Linked DNA regions of Mus musculus: region 1 is linked to region 2. The links are chromatin contacts, called in public HiChIP or PLAC-seq maps. All regions are on one chromosome and are shown on one strand. The core of a region is the stretch at or near the end of the contact, and the rest is flanking DNA. Distances in the headings are between cores, read along the strand shown. Region 1 holds the start of Rsph1 (radial spoke head 1 homolog (Chlamydomonas)). Region 2 overlaps Abcg1 (ATP binding cassette subfamily G member 1).

Region 1 (4,141 bases), core at 105-2,604, 200 kb after region 2:
GTGTGTGTGGTATGGGGTATGTGTGTGTATGTGTGGTGTGTGTGTGTGTGTGGTGTGTGTGGTATGGGGTATGTGTGTGTATGTGTGGTGTGTGTGTGTGTGTGTGTGTGTGATGTGCAGTAAGGTGGGTATATCCATGACCATGTAGGTGTTTGCTCATGTGAACGTTCATGCTCATCTCTAGAAACCAGAGATTGACATGCAATGTCTTCCTCGAATCTCTCCACCTTATATTTTGAAACCGGTCTCTCACTGAAAGCTGGACACCCCCCCCCCCCCCCCCGTTCAGGTAGGCTGGCCAGCCAGCTCCAGGGATCCTCCTGTGCTAGCTCTTTACATGATAGTGGTATCTGAACTCAGGTCCATGTGGCTCAGCAAGCACTTTACTTGACAGAGCCATCTTCCCCATGGAAGGAGAACCCTAAGAAACCAGGTCTGTCAGATTGGAAAGGAGGCAGCTAAGCCAGGGCGCATGTTGCAAACTTCAGGTGCAATACCAGCCTCCAGCACGGAGACCATGAGGTCTAGATTTCACACTTGAGAGAGTCCTGTTTTTTTGCACTAGCTCCTTGGTGTTGGGAGCAAGGGACTCCAAAGCACTCCTGCATCTTCCCACTGACCAAGCTGCTCCTGCTCATGGATGAAGAAGTTAAGTAGGGAAGCCTGCAAAGAGGTCTGAGCAGGTACCAACACTGCATTACAGAGCATAGGGCTGGGCTCTTCAGTTGATGCTCAAACTCCCGTTTGCTCACACACAGCAGGCCTAGTCCCCACTTTGTCAGCCAGGGCGTGGTCATTCTCGGATTTAAGGATAAACAGCCGGCCCACAATGCACTCACCATGAGAGCACATCCTGGCTATGGGTCCTTTGCCTTCCCTCTGTTGTCTACACTAGGGAAGTGATCCCGATGACTTGGGATGGTTCAGAGACACTGATTCAAGACCTACATGGTGAAACCTTGAGAGCCCGGGCCACCTCAGCACAGTGGTGAGTTGTCAGGAGGCAACCTTCTCTATCCCTTTAACTCATACCCTCTGCCTAGAAATCTTCGCCTTTAATGGGAGGCGGGATGGGAGCGGGGAAGGAGGGTGGAAACTAGACGTCACGGCGTTTCACCTTTCAAGCGACTTCCTGGACTCAGCGCCGCCAGTGTGGCCGGCGTGGTTCTGTCCCCGGCCTTTCGGCCCTTCGGTCCCCACGCCTCCCGCTCCGGAGCTGCGACGTACTCCAGAAGTCCCTCCCTGGTCAAGAGCTCTCACCCCAAGGTCGTTCTCTCCCTCCTCCTCTAACTCCTCAGAGCCCAGGTCCGACATGATCTGGTTTCAGACAGGATCTCAGGAGCAACGTCTCTATCAAGCAGTTACCAGCCACCCCCACGCGCGTCCCGCGTCGTCATGGAGACACTGCCCGCCCCACTTGGCTCTCCGCCTGAAAGAGTGGCGGAAAACGGCTGCAAAAGAAGCGTGGGAGGAGCCAAGAGCTGGAATAGTGTCCTAGCAACTGGAAGGGCATTTCTGCCAATCGCCGCCCAGGACGAGGGGGTGGGCGGGGCCTTGGCAGACTTGGTACCCACGCAGACCTGGCCTCCTAACATGGGCAGTGTCACTGGCCTGGGGAATGTCCTTAGTAGTCTAGTTTGTGGGCTCTACAAGGAACCACCTGAAAAAGCAGACCCGCCATTAGGATGAGAGATGTATCTCAAATCTAGGCCTTGCCTTTCAATCCCTTGGGTCCCCCGTGGATGCAAGGACCCTCCCAGGCTCATCTACACTGAGATGTTTGTGGTCTCTAGATGAGTGTACTCTTGAGTCTTTTCTGTTTCCTGTCAACACGTATACACTGGAGCGATGAATTCTGACCACTCAAACTCATGCTCACTGACCCGGGTCAGGGTTTAACATCTCAAACCAATTCAGGTTACTTTTGAGCTTTCTCTCGCAAAGAACCCACATTCATTCTGCTCTGTCTTCTGGTGCCTGTGGGCTTCCTCTCAAAGGCCCAGCCTGTCATGCCACGCATACAGACCCACTCAGACCCACTTATTCACACTGACTGTCTCTTACAGATAGGTCCCTCCAGTGCCACATTCTACCCTGCAAGGCCCCTCTGGGTCCCCTCCCACCCCTATACTGTCATCCCAGGCTCAGACCTTCCTGCTAAGCTAGACTTTCTGTCCCGGTATCTGGCCTCCTACCCGTCTCACAGTTTTCCTCTGTGCAGAAACCCAAGCACACACAGGCTCCCTCTATGTCCTCAAGATCCCCCCTCCCTGCACTAGCTACATTGCAAACAAACCAAACCGCCCAATCCTCTAGTTCCTACTTCTGGCTTCTGCCTGCTCTAGCCCACCAGCTCCCTGGAATACCTGCTTGCCCACACTTGAAAGCACACCAATACACTTTTTTTTCCTCCCCAAAGATTGGCTAAAGAGCTGTCTCCCCGTGTAATAAAACGTAAAACATAACTTGGGACAGACAATTTAAAATGCTAATGTGCCTTGATGTGTATGCAGTGTTCCAATTCACACACACACACACACACACACACACACACACACACATACCAGGTGCCGATTTCCACAGCCACAGCCACAGCCACAGCCACAGCCACAGCCACACGACCACTGTAATCACTCCTGGGTGCAACCTTTAGAATCTGCTCTTCACACTTCATGTGAACTGTCCTTGTCACTGTGACAATTTTGGTTGTCAACCCAACACACTCGGGAAGAAGGGATCTCAATCGAGGAATTGTGTCCTGGTCTGTGAGAATGTCTGTGGTGGGTATTGCTCATTGGTGGAGGAGAACCCAGCCCACTGTGGGCGGCACCATCTCTAGGATGTGTAAGCAAGCCAGAGGGCATGAGCCAGTAGGTAGTGCTCCTCTTAGGTCTTCAGCCCGTAAGCCAAATAAGCCATCCCTGCCCCTGAGTTGCTTTGGTCCATGCTATTTTACCATAGCAACAGGAAGGCAAGGTAAAACTGTCACTGTGATGTATGGTAGGTAACCAAACTGTCCTCACTAGGTTTTATACATGAGCTAGTGTGCCCTCTGACCAACATCCCTGTAAGTTTGACCTGTTACATCCCACAGCAGCTGGGGTTTAAATGTCTCCTACAGAATGCCAGGTGCTGTTGGTAGATGCCAGCGGCTTTTCCACCACTGAGCAAATCACACAAGGCCACAGCTTAGCTAATGGTTATGGAGGTTTTAGTCCTGGGTAACTGGCTCTACCACTTTGAGACTTCTGTCAGCATGATGAGAACCCTGGTCATGAGGTCTGCCTCTGGGTCAGAATACTTACTTGCATTAAGAGCAAAAACATAGTGTATATACAGAGACATGGGGAAATGAATTAAATATTCTTATCCTGAACTGTGGAGAGAGAAAAATTCTCAATTTCTCTGCATCTGCCCCCACGACAGAGTTTCCATCTCCAAAAAAGGACAAGGAAATCTGCGTATGTAGATACAGCCATGGGTCCATGTCATTAGAACTGAAAGATGAGTCGTTATCCTGAGAGTCTCTGCTCTAGCACCAGGGTTCCAGTGTGTGGTCTGTCCTCACGCAGCACAGAATGTCCTGGAGAAACTCAAACCCTCAAATCCAGTCACCTCTGTCACATCTGTCACCTCTGCATACCATGTCACCGTGGGAATGAGTGACTCAGGAGCCCCTTTTAGAGCGTGTCCCAGTGATCTGACTTCCTTCATTCCCTACTCGTGCCACAGGTCAGTGACCTAGCATATGAGCCCTTGGGAAACCCTTCCAAACCATGCCAGTGGTGCTGAGGTGAGGCCTTTGCAAAGCGATGAGGCCGTGAGGCCGCACATCTCTTCAGGGCATCCAGACCGTTACACGGGAGGCCCCCTGAAGCACACTTCCTATTAATCTGCCCTCTGCCAGCCATCAGAGGACACATGATTTGTCCTCTGGTCTTGCGTCTTTCTCCATGTGAAGACAGCTAAAAGACCACCATGGGAAGGCTGAGATAGAAATAGGATGAGGGTTGGATCTTTCAGTATCACAACAGAATATACATTTCTATGAGAAACTTAAACCATCCTAACTAGAACAAGCAAAGGCTGTTTATTCTGAGTTCTGTGGCAAGGGAGTCAGCAGCCATCACCTGTATTCAGG
Region 2 (3,574 bases), core at 773-3,272:
TCGGGTGTCCTTGTCACTGTTTAATTTCCTAAGGACATTCTTGCCATGCTTGCCCCGTGTCCTGGGTGCCTGCCTGCTTGCGTTTAGCACCTCAGCAGTGGGCTTGCTTCCAGAAACCTCCACCTTCTGAGACGAAAGGCCTTTTAAACCAAAGCCCACTCTCCTGCTTCAAGGAATAACGACAGCTGACAGTTTGCTGAACATAAAACCGTTCCTTTTGTTTGTAGACTGGCAGGAAAATAGTGGTTAGTAACCGTACACCTGCTCCCATTGAGTTCTGGCAGCAACAGATTGGCTTCTTTTAAGGAAAAGAGGTAACCGCAAGGGCCAGATTAAATAGTTAAGACTACACCACATATGGTCGAGGTGATGGTCACAAGGAACATTCTTTATGAGACAAATGCTGAAAAAAAAAAGTCCCTGTTGTGCCTAGGAAATGCTACCTTCAAATCCAATATGTCTGATGCCGGCGCTTTGCTCCTGTGATAAAATGTGTAAAAGGGCTTTTCCAAGGCTGGCTGATGGGGCTGCTGGTTCCACATGACCCAACGCCATAGTTTCACTATCCTCTGAGCCAGCTGTATGTTGTTAGATACCTCTCTGTGCAGTGGGACAAATGGCATTCAGTGTGAAAAGTCAGATATGCCAGGAGGCCTATCAAGGCTGTGATTAGGTCCAGCTGAGACCTATATTTAGAATCTAGATCTCGGCGCCAACAGGAGCCTTGGGCTTGCCCTAGTCTGAACTCCCACATGTTGGGGGCCAACCATCTGCACTATCCCTTCCCACAAGTCAGTCTGTTTGATTACCACAGTCACTAGGAACCGAGACTCCCAGGACAGCACGAGTGTGCTCACACACACACAAGATCCGTTCTTAGAAAATGCCTCTGAGCTAAGAAAATCAGTGTTTGGATAAGTTTCCTGAGTTGGTCCAGCTCCTGCTTCTGGAACTCTGTGGAACAAGCGATCTTAGTCTCGAAGTGGGCCCACGAACCGCACAGAATAAGAGACTGACCAGGGACAAACAGCAATCCAGTTTATCAGGGTGAGCAGCCTTTATAGGTGACTGGGCTGCTAGAGAGATGAGGGCCCAGGTTTGCTTGGAGATTGCATGACACGGTGACACTTGTGGGTCACAGGGCAGAGGCAGGCGTACCTTCCAGAAGGTTCTCTGCTACTGGTAAGGGTAGAGTCCAGTCGAGAAGCAGCATGAATCTTCTGCTCTGTATCTGTCATGTGGCAACTGGTGGCTTGGCCTAGAAGCCCCTGGGCCAGGCATCCCAGCATGGATTGTGGGAGGTCTCAGTCTTATGCCTCTTCTCCCACTTTGGAGGGAGTCATGCTTATTTTCAATTACAAATAGCTAATGTTTGCTGTTTCCTTTCCCACATTGTCTCATTACCCCAGGGCTTCAATTCTCTGCCTCCAAATGTTTCAGGAGGCCTAGACCAGCGGGCGGGCGGTGTTAAGTTCTTGCTCAGGAGACAGACACTGTGGGTACCACACAAAGACCTTTTTGCCTACTGTCAGTGGAGGTGGGGAGGGAGGCAGGTTTGACCTCTACCTGGAGTCCAGAACTGTGTACTGCCTGCTGGGCACATTAAGACCTATGCTCATTCTCCAAGATGGAGTAACACACACACACACACACACACACACACAGAGAACACATAAATATGAATGAGAGAATAGTTCATTCCAGCCAACTGTCATCTACATGGCCTGGTATTGAAGGCTCTGGCCAAGTTACAGCCCCATAACGGGTTTTTATTAATTAGAGCATCCCTCCCCTCCTTCTGTGGTTCTGTGAGCATCCTACAGGCTGCTGGGACACACCGGCTCCATTGCTCACAAGTAACCCTGGCTGCTGGCTCGGTAGAGGCTGCCTGCAGGAGTTCTTAGGAATTCTCAGTGACTGGAAGGGGATGCAGCAAGGAGCGGCCTCCTCCAGTGTGCAGGTGCGGGCGGGGCAGGTGTGCGCCGTTGCGCAGGCGCAATGTGTACCTGTCTGTCACTGCCGCCCGCGCCGGGGTTACTATCGGTCAATGCTCGCTAGTAACCTCCAGCTGGCGGCAGCGGGGAGCTGCGCGATTGGCCGCGCGCGCCGGGCACTGTTGCTAAGAGGATGTTGCTGCTCTAGGGGGCTCAAGAGGTCCCGATGCTGCACCTTCCTATAAAGAGCAAAGCCCCGGGTCACATTCTCCGCTCCAGGTCCAAAAGGCACCCAGAATTGAGAGCTTCTCCAACAGGAAGACTCTGAAGCAGATGAAGCAGGACATATTACTGGATGAATATATTGATGCACATGGTTGTTTCCTATTTAAGCTTAATTGAGGAATGTGGCTGAGTGGGAGTAACATAGCAGATACCAGAATGCCGAAGCCTTCTCCGTGTGCTAGCTATGACCTTGAAGTTTTGATAGGACTTGTGTGTTTGTGTGTGTGTGTGCTAATCGAGTGCGGGTGGGTGGGTGGGTGGTGCTTCTATACTGCTGTTTAAAGTCAAAGAGCTCATAGCCCTAGGTCACACCCTTTTCCAAGAAACACTGCTGGTCTGTGACTCCTTGGAAATGATCTTATTTGCTTCCTGTTCAGATCTTCGGAAGACATAAGAGGCAGACCTTCTCTCTATGACCAGTTCTAGAAAAAGACCAGGCCGGGTTCCCAAACCCTGGAATTTTTCCTTTAAGACTGGGTCTGTGGATCCACTAAGCCAGCTGGAATCCGGAGGGCTTTCCTGCCCCAACTGAGTCACTTCATCCTGGGGACCGCTGAGATTGCACAATAATAGCTGAACTCCAGGAGAGCATTTTGTAGCATCTCTGGCTAAGTCTGTGAGCTCACAGATGTAAGAAAAGCTCGTTTTCTCTCATTTAGGTAACTGGAAGGCCCAGGACAGGACGGAACAGGAGGTGTCCTGTCATGCCCTCCCTGGGGACCAGGGCCTTCTTGAGACGCTGGCCTGATGACTCCTTTGAGCTTAATTTAGGCACTCTGTGAAGTGCTAAGCACTATCATACATATGGTCTGCTCAACCTTTGGGGCTCCTGCCCAATGCAAGGAGACCCCTTGGGGCTGGTAACTTCTCTGGCTTGCAGGGTTTTTTTTTTTTGTTTGTTTGTTTGTTTTGTTTTCTTTTTATTCCTGCTTGATTCTCCACCTCATTTTGTGATTGTAGAGTTAACACTTTTTTGCAAGAGAGACGATAGAAGCAAGCTAGAGATGGGTGGTGGGAAGTAACAGTGACACCTGACACTAAGAAACCTCTTCTGTTTCCTGGGGGGTTTGTGGGGGCAGTGGGCAGAAACCTCTGTCAAAAGAAGGAAGTGTGCATTTGTGATTACCACCGGTCCCTTTTGTGGAAGTGTCCTCAGCTCCATCTTGTGAGGGCCGGATGGAGATGTTGGTGCTTGGAGCCTCGAGCTACACAGGATTCTGAGTAGTCTGAGGAGCTTCCTGGAGAGACTAGTACTGGCCATCTGACTTTAATAATAGTCTGCAAGACATTGGAATTTCCCCAGGAATCTCAGCCTGGGAGAAGGAAAAAGCCAAGGAGGAACTTGTCCCCCAGGA

What was found. HiChIP or PLAC-seq counts read pairs in DNA pulled down with a chosen protein or histone mark.
Region 1: an H3K27ac HiChIP or PLAC-seq map of double positive thymocytes shows a contact between it and region 2, with 2.3 times the contacts expected there. The contact joins the promoter of Rsph1 here to the enhancer-like site in region 2. A contact is called at or near these places in 1 of 39 promoter capture datasets (pre-B cells), 3 of 115 datasets of contacts at active chromatin or transcription factors (double positive thymocytes, embryonic stem cells and trophoblast stem cells) and 1 of 9 other capture datasets (adipose tissue).

The regions. Positions count from the first base shown.
Region 1 is chr17:31,275,942-31,280,082 of GRCm38.p6, forward strand. It overlaps Rsph1 (radial spoke head 1 homolog (Chlamydomonas)), which reads right to left and starts at 1,355. Exons shown (of 9, transcript NM_025290.4): 1 at 1,261-1,355. The coding sequence starts at 1,314.
Region 2 is chr17:31,071,454-31,075,027 of GRCm38.p6, forward strand. All of the region lies in intron 2 of Abcg1 (ATP binding cassette subfamily G member 1), which reads left to right. Among named protein-coding and RNA genes, the nearest start is that of Abcg1, 16 kb to the left of the region's middle. Within about 2 kb of position 2,023, at least 242 of the 459 cell types and tissues checked have an H3K27ac peak or open chromatin away from gene starts, as enhancers often do. A contact at or near this core is called in adipose tissue, double positive thymocytes, embryonic stem cells and 1 more, where this site is marked.